Regions from separate parts of the Mus musculus genome. Here region 1 is linked to region 2. The links are chromatin contacts, called in public promoter capture Hi-C maps. All regions are on one chromosome and are shown on one strand. Each heading gives the region's core, a stretch centred on a gene start, on an enhancer-like site or on the middle of the called end of the contact. The rest is flanking DNA. Distances are from core to core; before and after follow the strand shown. Region 1 overlaps Rida (reactive intermediate imine deaminase A homolog). Region 2 overlaps Laptm4b (lysosomal-associated protein transmembrane 4B).

Region 1 (6,402 bases), core at 2,137-4,636, 220 kb after region 2:
ATTTATATCAGCAGACTTATTTCCCTTTAAAAGTGAGTGAGAATAAGGTCAAATCACTTACATGTTTTATAGATCTCATTGACAGTGCCAAAGTCATTCATGTCAGCCAGTAAAACAGTTGTTTTCACCACTAGAAGACAGATACATACAAATATATATATACACACACACACACACACATATATATATATATATATATATATATATACACATATAAATAAAATAATTTTTTTCTTCTTTAGTTTTAGCCGTTTTATCAAACTCAAAACAAGACTTAGAAAAACAGTGTATATCTGGGCAGTGGTGCATGCCTTAATTTCAGCACTCAGTAGGCAGAGGCAGGTAGATCTCTAAGAGTTAGAGGCCAGCCAGGTCTATAGAGTGAGTTCCAGGACATCCAAAGCTACTCAGAGAAACCCTGTCTCAAAAAACCAACAAAACAAAACAACACCCCCTCCAAAACAAACAAAGCAAAACAAAAAACAAAATCCCAGTGTATAATTTTTATGAGTAACCTGATGAAACCAAGACTAAAGAAAGGAACCGGTGTTGTTTTTTAGAGCATTAAAACACAACCTTTGCCGGGCGGTGGTGGCACATGCCTTTAATCCCAGCACTTGGGAGGCAGAGGCAGGTGGATTTCTGAGTTCGAGGCCAGCCTGGTCTACAGAGTGAGTTCCAGGACAGCCAGGGCTATACAGAGAAACCCTGTCTCAAAAAACCAACCAACCAACCAACCAACCAACCAACCAACCAACCAACCAACCAACCACAACCAACCAACCAACCAAACCTAAAAACCCCCACAACCTTTAGGGCTGGAGATGGCTTAGGGGTTGAAAGCACCTGGCTGCTGCTCTTCTAGGGGTTCTGAATTCAACTCCCAGCAACCACATGGTGACTCCCAACCGTCTATAATAAGATTTGGTGCCCTCTTCTGGTGTGCAGGAATATGTGCAGGCAGAATACTGTAAACGAACAACTCCATAACCTTTACCAAAAAAGACATGCATACTCAGATGATTGGCTATTATACGTCCTCCACAAAGACCAAGGACATACCAAACACACATTAACAGTGCTGGCTTGCCTGGCATGCATGAGGCTCCGAGTTGGATCCTGAGTGCTGCAAACAACACAAACAGACAACAAAACCCACCAATGAACAGGGAAGAAAGACCCAGTTACTCACCATTATTGAAGTCACAGCCTGCAGCTTTCAGAATCTCACCCAAGTTTTTAAGAGCCTGTGAATCAAGTCAAGAAAGGTCAAAGACGATGCTGTGTAATTACTTTAACCGATATTTCCACACAAGTCAATTATGTACTGGCTTCCATTAGTGGACTAAATCTGAATTGTAGTGAAAGGTTTTTTTATTTTGTAGGAATACTGGGATGGATATGGTATTGTACATGGGAGGTTAAGGCAAGAGGCTGGGGTTAGTGAGTTTATAGTGAGTTCAAAGCCGCCTAGCTTATAAGAGACCCTGTCTCAAAATTTAAAACAACCCCTAACCCCAATCAAAATAAAACCTCAAATAATCAAATCATCAGTAATGAATTACATATCCATACTTTGGGAAGAGGAGGGAGGTCAATGGCCCTGAAAATAAGCTTTCCAATCCATCTGACACAACAGCATTTGTTTTTGATAACACAGGTAATAAGCAGGTGGTTTTCTCTGTTGTTAAGCCATCTTAAAGGGGCTGCAGTGATGGCCCCTGGTTGAGAGTACTTGTTGCTCTTGCAGAGGACACAGTTGGATTCCCAGCACCCACGTAGTGGTTTATGACCGCTTGTAACCCCAGTTCCAGGGAATCCAACAGGCACACATGTGCTAAATAAACATGCATGCAGATAGAATATTTATACACATAAAATAGATAAAAGAGTTTTTTAAAGTCTTAGACCGAATAGTGAGTAGCTGAAAACACATGTGATCACTGCTCAGGATCAAAGACTGTCTCCACGGTTCGATATTACCATGTAGTGTTACAACGGGGACCTCTCATGTGCAGGCTTACCTGTTTAGCTTCTTCTACTACTCCTCCTGGCACAAGCTGTCCACTGGAAGGATCCAGGCCTACCTGTCCAGAAATGTAAATGGTCCTGTCCACTTGCACAGCTTGACTGAAATAAACAAAAGCATATATATACACACACATATATATACATGTATATATAATAGATAACATAAAAGCCAATGCTAAAATAGTAATAAGATAAAAAAGTAAAAGTTGTAAAATAAAAAAACTCATAAATCTGACATTTACTAAATTAAAATTTTGTTTACTGACATCTTTAAGAATGTAAAACAGTCACAGGTTGGGAGAAAGTACTTTTGCCTTGATGATAATGGACTAAACTTCTGAACCTGTAAGCCAGCCCCAACTGAATATTGTCCTTATAAGAGTTGCCTTGGTCATGGTGTCTGTTCACATGGTCTCTTCACAGCAATAAAACCCTAGGATACCCAGTATTATTCTATCCCTTAGGCAAATATGTAAATGAGAATTAAAACACCCCAAAGCTTCACATGAATGTTTGGAAACAACATTCCAATAAACAAAACGAATCTCTGCTAGGTCCAACAGATGACTACACATTGATGGATAATTCCAGCAAAGACATCTGGCTCAAAATAGTACTTTTTTGGTGGTGGGGTGTGTCTTTGCTTTCGAGGCAAGGCTTCATCATGTAGCCCTGGCTGGCCTGAAACTTGTTGTGTATTCTAGGCTGGCTTAAAATTACGGTAATATCTTGCCTCTTGAGAACTCTCATGGGGTAGACCAGCAGCTTTCCCCACCGAACCTAGTCCAGTTACACTTGAGGACTTCAAACACCTGTCAGGGAATTTGGGCCTAACTGTTTGGGTGGGGAGAGACTGACTTTTTTTTTTTTTTTCAGTAAAGAATGGTCAGCTTTCAGTGTAGGATGGCCTAAAGGAGGCACTTTCTACCTCCCTACTATCCACTGGGTTAAAGGTATTGTGTATGGAAAACCTGGACTCTCTGGCCAGGTCCCATACACCACTGCCAGCTTCTGGTAGAGAACCCTTCTCTGTGGCTGAAACCTTTCCTACCTCCCATACTGGTGATTTTGCAGGTTCAGGAGACGGAACCACCAAAGAATCGAAAGCCAGCAGTCCTATTCCCCTTGGCTCCAGAGGAAACCTCCTTCCTGTCCCCTTATCACCCTATCCTGGTGTATGCTCATCCCTTACACAGGAAGTGCTGGAGGTCGGCTCTGACAACTCAGAAAGCACAGGGCTCTCTGGCTTTCTTTTACCCATATCTTTAAATAGATAACTATTGAGCTTCTTAATGTGTGAGCTTTCCTCAGGTTGAACCGAACTATTGGTTAACACTATAAACACACCCCCACCCCGCCCTTGTGTAATTAGGCCATCTGCACTAGGCCCATTGCAAAATATCTTCAGTTTTTCACAACATATGAAAGAGTTTAAGCTCGAATGCATCATCAATAATAAAAAACTTTATGATAGTAAAAAAAATCCATTTATTTCCAGAATATCAAAAGTAGTTATTGGAGCTGAGACAATTTGTGTTTAAGATTGAAACTCCCAAGGATTTAAAGAGGTTTAGCTAAAAAAAAAAAAACCCAAAAAACAATTGACTACGTGATACTTCCTAGGCCTAAGAATCCTACTCCTTCAGTTGTAGGTTCCAGAAATTGTTTCCTAATGTTTTCTTTTTAACTATTTTGGGGCTGGAGAGTTGGTTCAGTTGTTAAGAGCACTTACTGCTCCTGCAGAGGACCCAGGTTCAATCCCAGGCATCAACATGGTGGCTCACAACTCTATGTAACTCCAAGCCTAGGGAATCTGGTATTCCCTTCTTACCTCCTCAGATCTACAGTACACACAATTTCATGCAAGCAAAACCGTCATGTACATAAAATAAAAAAATAAGTCAATCTTACAAATAGACTTCATTTTTATTTATATGTATGTGTGTTTTCATGAGTGCATGCCACATTTCTGTGTGGGTACCCAGAGGTCAGAAGAAGGCATCAGGGTCCCCTGGACTAGAGTTACAGATGGTTGTGAACCACCTGATGTGGGTACATGGAGCCACACTTGGGTTCTGTGCAAGGGCAGGAAGTACTCTGAACTGCTGAGTCATCTTTTCAGCTCCTAATTAAAAAAAAAAAAAGCATTGTATTTAGTGTGTGTGTATGTGTGTTTGTGTACATGCGTGTGCTCTTGCTCACTGTAGTAGACATGTGGAGGTCAAAGGACAAATTGCAGGAGTCAGGTCTCTCCTACCATGAAGGTACCAAACTCAGGGCACTGGGTTTTGGGATAATGATGCTTTTACCTGCAGAACCATTTCACCCATGCAGAACTTTAAAAGCCTTTTATTCTACTTCCTGTCCAGAAATATACTGGGCATGATGGTGCAAACCTATAACCCTAGTACTCAGGAGGCTCTCAAGTGTGGTGCCAACCTGGGATGTGTAGTGAATTCTGGGCTGTCTGGGACCACAGTGAGGTTACCTGAAAACAAACAAACAAGCAAGCAAGCAAACCCCACACAGAGAAACACCTAAATGATAGCAAACCAAGCCCAAAATCAGGGGGTAAAACTTTCAGAAACATTCCAATTAAGTTTCAAGTCATGGTCTGTGCCATATTATGGCAGTGCTAATAAAACAGAAAGCCACTCAATAGCACTGGTGTTGCAATCCCTCCAGGTCCGTCCTCAGTGTCCTAAAATGTGCTGAGTTGTGCTTAGCTAATCAGTAACAATACTCCATTCATTCCCAGGGCTGAGGACTAAAAAGCCCAGCACATTAGAATTCTCTTGAGAGAAGCTAGAATTTCAAAAAGTGTACTCATCACAAACTTTATACACTAGTCTTTACTTTTGGGAAATAGTTCCCAAAATACGGAGGCCAGGAGTGGGCATCAGGTGCCTTCTTCAATCCTTCTCTACCTTATCTACTACATTGAGGCAGGGTCTCTCACGTGAACCCAGAACTTGTTGATTGACTAGTCTATCTAGTCAGCTTGCTCTGGGGAGTTTCTGTCTCTGCCTCTCATGTACTGTTATCACAGGAGGGCTACCACATACTGTTTATGTAGGAGCTTGGTAGAGACCGGACTCTGGCCTCCATGCAGGGCCGTTCTAAACAGGAAGAGGGAGACTAACTGTACAAGTGTTAACTAATGCTTCTGAGAGGAGATGAGGCATTAACAAGCCGGATAGTTATCTATCTGAAGACACCCTTTGGTTACCAGGCTTCATGACAAAGTGTCTCTCTGCTACAGATGTCTTTTGTTCTGAAGTAAAGAAGGTAATCTCCTGCAACTATCACCAATAGCTGAAAGAGCAGGATTAGGCCGAGGAACAAAAAATTTACTACAATTTTTTTTTTTTCTTTTCGAGACAGGGTTTCTCTGTGTAGCCCTGGCTGTCCTGGAACTCACTCTGTAGACCAGGCTGGCCTGGAACTCAGAAATCAGCCTGCCTCTGCCTCCCGAGTGCTGGGACTACAGAATTTTTTCCTTAAAAGGGATTTTTTGGACTGACCCCTTCCTTCCTTATGGTTAAGAACTAGCATTATTACTTAGGTTCATTTAGAAGATAAAGAAGCAAACTAGGAGACAAAGTCTCTCTGTAAGGTCACACCATTAAAAAGAAGCCAACTAAGAATTTAAATCCTGGCGCACGCCTTTAATCCTAGCACTCAGGAGGCAGAGGCAGGCAGATTTCTGAGTTCGAGGCCAGCCTGGTCTAAAAAGTGAGTTCCAGGATAGCCAGGGCTACACAGAGAAACCCTGTCTTGAAAAACCAAAAAAAAAAAAAAAAAAAAAAAAAGAATTTAAATCCAAAGTGCAACTCTCCTCTCCTAACAAACTCCAACTCTTAATGCTAACTTTTGAATTTTTTTTTCCCAGAAAGTCACCCACAGACAGGGAATCATATCTTCACTTTGTAGTTTTCTTTTCAATTCTTCTAAGCTGGGACAACAAATGAAATCATTCAGATTGAGCCCTGGAGTCCACTACACTTTCAAATTGTATTAAATTACTTAGTGGAGTGACCTTGGCAAATTATTCAACTTAGTATATGACAGCTCTCACATCTGAAAAATGGAGTTGTAGCTGGGCGCTGGTGGTACACACCCAGGGCCTCATACATGTTCAGCATGGTCTTTTACTGAGCTATATCCATCCTCGGCCAGAAAGACATTGAAATTATTATGACTATTTATGTGCACGTGTATAAGTCCACCACCTGTGCACATACCCATGGAGGCCAGAAGATCCTCTGGGTCCTTTGGAGCTAGAGTTACAGATGGGAGTGAATGGACTAATATGGGTGCTGGGAACCAAACTTGGCTTCCTGAAGAGCAGAAAGTGCTCTTAAGTGCCGA
Region 2 (6,207 bases), core at 1,615-4,114:
CTACTCCAACAGGGCCACACCCTCTAATAATGCCACTTCCTGGGCCGAGCATGTACACACCATCATCAGCCTGAGCTTGGGATGTAGCAGTTTGTCCAGGAGAGCTGGTTAGAAGTACACAGAGAAATGGGATTTCCGAAATGTCCTCACCTCTCTCACTGTTTGTGTGAGTGCCAATAGTGTACTTCATTTCATGGGTTTTATTTGTACCTTTTAATTCTTTGGGTTTTGTGTTCTTGGGTGGACATATAAATTATGACTCTAATCAAGGTCAGTTCTGGAGTGTGCCACACAGTCCTTACTAAAGACCTCATACAGTGCATGTTAATATTTTCATGTCTTGAGTAAACCTTTGAGTTTATTTGCCTCTCTCTATTATCTATCTCTATAAAGATCATTGAAATAGTCAATGGCCTGGTTTTCACAAATTAACTTTTTTCTTATTAAATATTGAGAAGGTCCCCCAACCCCCACTTTCCCATCCCCCATCAATTCCCCCCCCCCCTCTTTTCCTTACAGTTTAGGGCATTTGAGGTCATTATGGGCAGTTCTGAAGGGATGGGGACATGGATACATGCTCTAAGGGGCCTTTCTCCTGTTTTTGTGTAAGGGACCTTAGCCCATGTGTGGGCCTTCCCTCTCTATTTAGCATTCCAGAAACACTCTTATGAACACCACAGAAATGTGCTTGACTGATCCAGGTCTGTCTTGATCCAGTCAAGTTGGCAATTAACACTAACCACTATGGCAGAATTAGTCACAGCCCCACCTTTGCTCTCAACCCCAAACCCTCATTTTATCTTCTGCTCAGAAAGAGCAACCTCTGCCTCAGCCAGGGAGAATGAAACATCTCTAAAACCATCGAATAGAGCTACTTCACTGCCTTCTCAGCATCAGGAGTTAGCAGCTTAGTTACACCTAAAGACACAGGCTTCCTGAAAAAATAACTGTTTACCTTGTGCCTTCTGTGTATAGGCATCACAACATTGTTCAGTGGTTAATCTTGGGTCTTTGTTGTTGCTTTTCATAATGTGACTAGAAAATGATATGTTCACATAAAAACCAAGGTAAATTGTAATTATTGAAATCAGTCTAAATGCCATTGATGAGATATTTCATATTCTCCGAACTGGATCTGGAGGAGCGTGTTACCGACCTTCTCCTCCGAGGCTCCCAGCACCCAACTGCTGCTGCCACGGGGAGCATTCGTCACCAAGACGGTGCTGACAGTCAACAGTGTACTGTCCCTTTACCTGGAGAGAAACTGGCAATCACCAGTAGCAGTTAGAATGAGATGAATAATGATGTGTGCTGTAGCTATAATCCCACATGACAGAGGGGAGGGCACAGTGACTGGAAGGGTAGGAACAGCACCAGCTACCTGGGACCACCCTAGTCATTAAAACAGAGTTTTGATCATACTACAAATGAAGAAAACTTCAGACATAAGGCCTAGCAATTAGTGTTTGATCCTGGTTAGGTGACATTGACAGCCAGGGTGAGAACTAAGATGAGAGATCGCTTTAGAGGAAATAGGGACATTAGGATCTTTCGTTGTTGTTGTTGTTGTTGTTGTTTTGTTTTGTTTTGTTTTTCGAGACAGAGTTTCTCTGTATAGCCCTGGCTGTCCTGGAACTCACTCTGTAGACCAGGCTGGCCTTGAACTCAGAAATTCGACTGCCTCTGCCTCCCAAGTGCTGGGATTAAAGGCGTGTGCCACCACGCCCGGCTGGACATTAGGATCTTGAACAGAAACAGATTTTTAACTTTGAGTGAATAAGGTATCAGAGTTTTAATTTGTGATCTAGGTAGGAGTGTATAAAGTACAGAGACAGCTTTCTGATTATAGGATGGCTGAGTTAATAGGCACCTGTGTGGCTACAGGATAACTGAGTTAGTGAGGACCAGAAGGCTTCCTTTGGCTTCTGTAACCAGCACCTCTTCTCTTTGCAATCATGTAGGCACTTAGGATTTAGTGAGGACATCACCTGGCACTTGTTAGCTCTGGTTAATATAAAATTTTCAGCTATAATTGGTTTATAAACAAAATGAAGAGAAACTCAGTTTGTTCAGTAGTGGATCTAATTGTCTCTCCCCACCCCCCTTTTTTGACTTTTGCTAGACATGTGCATTGCTATCGCAATCTCTCTCCTCATGATCCTGATATGTGCCATGGCTACTTACGGTGCATACAAGGTAAGCCACTGTTGGGAGGTGAGGGCGGGGCCTGTCTTTAGGCCCTTCCACTAGAGCAGTGTTTTCAGCTTTCATTGTGATGCCCAACCATAAAGTTATTTTATTTTTGTTGCTACTTCATAACTATAATTTTGTTACTGTTCTGAGTTGTAACTATCTGTGTTTTCTGATGGTCTTGGGCAACCCCTATGAAACAGTTTTTCAACTTCCAAAGGGGTTGCCACCCACCCACCACTTGAGAACTGCTGCTGTGGCATAATCTGAGGTTACCTTTTCTGAGTGTAGAATTATTCATAGTTCTTTGCAAGAGTCTTAAGAAATCTCTCGCTGACTCCTTGTGGTACTAGAAAAACTGGTAAAACCCACATTATTATGAACACTTGGTATTTTTGTTTGCTTCTTTTTTCTTCTTTTTTCTTTCTTTCTTCCTTCCTTCCTTTCTTTCTTTCTTTGTTACTTATTTTATGTGTATGAGTGCTCTATCTGCATGTATGCCTGCACACCAGAAGAGGGCATCAGATCCCATTATAGAGGGTTGTAAGCTATCGTGTGGTTGTTGGGGATTGAATGTAAAACCTCTGCAAGAGCAGTCTGTGCTCTCAACTGCTGAGCCATTCCTCCTGCCCCAGCATTGCTGTCTCTTCACTGCTTCAGCTTGGCACACCAGTCGCTGGCATTCCATGTGCCTGGTTAATGACTGCCAGGTTAATGGCCTGGTTAATGACTGCCAGTCCTCCAGGTCCCTTCATATTGATAAGCTCAGTGTCTTGTTATATCCAACATACTAACATTCTGTTTTCTCATTTTTAGCAACATGCTGCCTGGATCATCCCGTTCTTCTGTTACCAGATCTTTGATTTTGCCCTGAATACTTTGGTTGCAATCACTGTGCTTGTCTATCCGAACTCCATTCAGGAATACATACGACAGCTGGTAGGTGACCCTCCTACTCACTGCCTCTTGTCGTGGTGGTGGTGGTGGTGGTGGGGCGCTGATTGAGTAAAGGACAAACAAATCACTATCAAGGGACACACACATTAAGCAGATCTTAAACTTGCAGCTGAGTATTTGGTGAGATGGTTGAGGTTTTTGCTGAAAGGTGGGAGTTCTGAATTACAAGGGTGCTTTTAGGATGTTATAACTGTCATAACCTCCTAGGACCTGCAGGGATGAGGCAGAGGGCAGGAATGGCATTTTCTGTGTCTATGGGAACATTGATATGCTTTGCTTAGGTGTCAGCAATGGATGGGATCTTTCTTCTGTTGGCTTGTGGGAGACAGGAAACTGCTGTCGGATTCTCTCCAGACTTAGTTCCCTAGAGATCTCTTTCTTCCTGATTTCATGTTAAGTACTTTATGGACATCTGGTGGGTAGTATTGGTGGCTGGGTATTGAGGAGCTTCTAATAGCGTCAGATGGAGTAATTGTGGACCCTTGCACTATTTAACCTTGGATTTTAAAATTATGAATGTGTTTGAAAATGTAATTTCCGTAAAATTGTTTAAATGGCAAAACATTCACTCTTTGCGGGGGAGGATTGTTTTGTTTTGTTGTTGTTCTTTTTCTCTCTCTCTCTCTTTTTTTCAAGACAGGGTTTCTCTGTGTAGCCCTGGCTGTCCTGGAACTCACTCTGTAGACCAGGTTGGCCTCGAACTCACAGAGATCCCCCTGCCTCTGTCTCCCAGGTGCTAGAGTTAAAAGTGTGTGCCACTACTGCCCAGTAAATCTTCACTCTTGAAGGTTCTCTCTATATAATTTTATTACTTGTTTTTTTTTTTTTTAATGTGGTATTAGGGATTAAACCAAGGGCCTGGCCACACGCAAGCTAAGCACTTCACTGTTGAGCTACATCCTTAGTTTAGAGACCAGGTCTTGCTGAGTTGCCCGGCTTGGCCTCCTATCTCAGCCTGCTCCCTGTTCCCTTGGGTTACAGACTGTGCCCGTGTGTTCATTACACGCAGCCTCTCTAGTAGTTCTGAACTCAGGGTAAGGACCAGGAGAGGTGAGGCTACAGGATTCCTGTGGCATTGGGAACTAGATGATCCAGTGGAAAGAATGGTTGGTGGGGATAGGGAGGAGGGAAGTGAGGAGAGAGGAATGGCTGAGGGGAGTGGGGGAGTGAGGAGAGAAGAATGGCTGAGGAGGGGAGAGAGGAGGTGGGGAGGATAGAAGCTTGTAGTCTTGCTGACAGTCCTGCTCTGACCTGTCCCACCACAGAAGGCCCCAAATTTTTGCTCCTTAGAAATGTCTACATTGTTGTTCTTTTTATTGAAGAGCCAGGACTATGTTTTGATTGGCAGTAGTGTCTAAAAAGTTCCATGTGCCAGTTTTAAGAGTTGCCTCTTGGGAGATAGTAGAACATGAAAGGGCCTGTCTGTGATGGGGCAGTAGAGGATTAGCCTCTGTACTAAGACTTCATGTTACCTCTATGATCTGCTTGCTGGGCTCCTCAAATCGTGCTGCAACAGAGGAAGAAACTCAGTCCCAACAAGCTTATCATGTACGGGACTGGGCTGGTGGTGATGGTAAGGATATGTGAAGACAGGCCAGTAGCTGCCCTGTGCTGTGGAGTGGTGCACTGTATGTCCAGTTCATGGGCTGGAGAGCCACACAGTCATAGTGGCTTCATTTGACCCTACCTTATCTGCTACTCTCCAGTCATTCACTTTGGAACCATTAGGTGGTACAACGACAATATTGTTTAAGCTGACAAGAATTATAATTTGTAAAAAAAAAAAAAATGGGCTTTCACTTTTATTTGTAATGACAAACCAAATATTAGAAATGAAATATTTCAGGAAGCCAGGTGAAGTGGCTGAAGTTCAAGGTCAGAAGTTGAAGGTCATCCTTCAACTCCTACATAGTGAATTTGAGTCCAGCCTGGGTTACATGTGACCCTGTCTTGACTTCCCAATCTCCCTCCAAAAACATTCGGTACCATTTAATGGTCATTCTGAGCTGGGCACAGTAGTGCATGCCTGTAACCCCAGCCCCTAGAAGGCTGAGGAAAAGTCCACAGTCAGCCTGAGCTACTTGGTGAGAACCCATTTGCACAAAACAAATCCCAGATCCGTCTGAGCTGTAGTAGCAAATCATGTACATTATAAACAATGCCTCGAAATGGCAATGAAAAGGGACGTTGACATTCCCATGATGGCTGCTACTGCTGACAAATTGAAATGTGGCGAGTTAGAAAGGCAGTCGTCATCTGAGAAGGCTGCAGACGAGCCCAAGCTGGAATCCTGCAAAACATGGTTAAAGTAATTCATCATCCTTGTTTACAAAACAAAATAAACATGTAAGACTTCGCTATTTAGAAAGATGTGCCATTAGCAAATATATTCATATTAGTGAGTTTCTCCTCCTTGTCCTGCACACAGACTTTAGAATACCCAGAACATGAAGAAAATAGGAAAACACTACCATGTCAAACATTAGGAGTATTCAAAGCACCACATTGGTGGTGGACCCTCATGGTGCAGTGGAGGGCGGACTGCTGCTGCACACTTGATTGTGTCTGTTTCCCCTTGACTTCCCTTCGCTGGAATTACTGCCTGAGTTAGGACAGTGTTGGCTTTCCCTAACTCACTGTTGCTGTCTCATCAATAGAGGCATCTGTCCTCAGTAACAGTCACCAGTCTCCACCATGCCTCTGCTGCCTGTGGAATACATCTTGAAAGATGAATGAAGTTGGCTAATGAGACCCCTTTCCCTTTCAGCCTCCTAGCTTTCCCTACAGAGATGATATAATGTCCGTGAATCCTACCTGTTTGGTCCTTATTATTCTTCTGTTTATCGGCATTCTTTTGACACTTAAGGTACGCATAAATAGTCTCTTTATGGGCTAAATATTAAATGTATTCTGATTGTAAGAGAGATAAACAAAATAACTAGTTTGTTGCCTCTTGATTTCATAATGTTACAGTTTAGTCTGTTGTCTGTGTGAGAGAGAAATACTAACCTGCCTTCCACAGGCCAGTCAAGGAGACATGGCCCAGTGGTTAGGAGTATT

Evidence for each region. Promoter capture Hi-C pulls out the DNA fragments that hold promoters and counts their contacts.
Region 1: a promoter capture Hi-C map of liver shows a contact between it and region 2, with 1.7 times the contacts expected there. The contact joins two enhancer-like sites. A contact is called at or near these places in 1 of 39 promoter capture datasets (liver) and 3 of 9 other capture datasets (adipose tissue, liver and pancreatic islet).

What each region holds. Positions count from the first base shown.
Region 1 is chr15:34,486,550-34,492,951 of GRCm38.p6, forward strand. Rida (reactive intermediate imine deaminase A homolog) reads right to left here. Exons shown (of 6, transcript NM_008287.3): 2 at 2,025-2,130; 3 at 1,193-1,247; 4 at 62-130. Among named protein-coding and RNA genes, the nearest start is that of Rida, 5.5 kb to the right of the region's middle. Within about 2 kb of position 3,387, at least 13 of the 459 cell types and tissues checked have an H3K27ac peak or open chromatin away from gene starts, as enhancers often do. A contact at or near this core is called in liver, where this site is marked.
Region 2 is chr15:34,270,222-34,276,428 of GRCm38.p6, forward strand. Laptm4b (lysosomal-associated protein transmembrane 4B) reads left to right here. Exons shown (of 7, transcript NM_033521.3): 3 at 2,123-2,196; 4 at 3,007-3,129; 5 at 5,915-6,013. Among named protein-coding and RNA genes, the nearest start is that of Matn2, 33 kb to the right of the region's middle. Within about 2 kb of position 2,865, at least 7 of the 459 cell types and tissues checked have an H3K27ac peak or open chromatin away from gene starts, as enhancers often do. A contact at or near this core is called in liver, where this site is marked.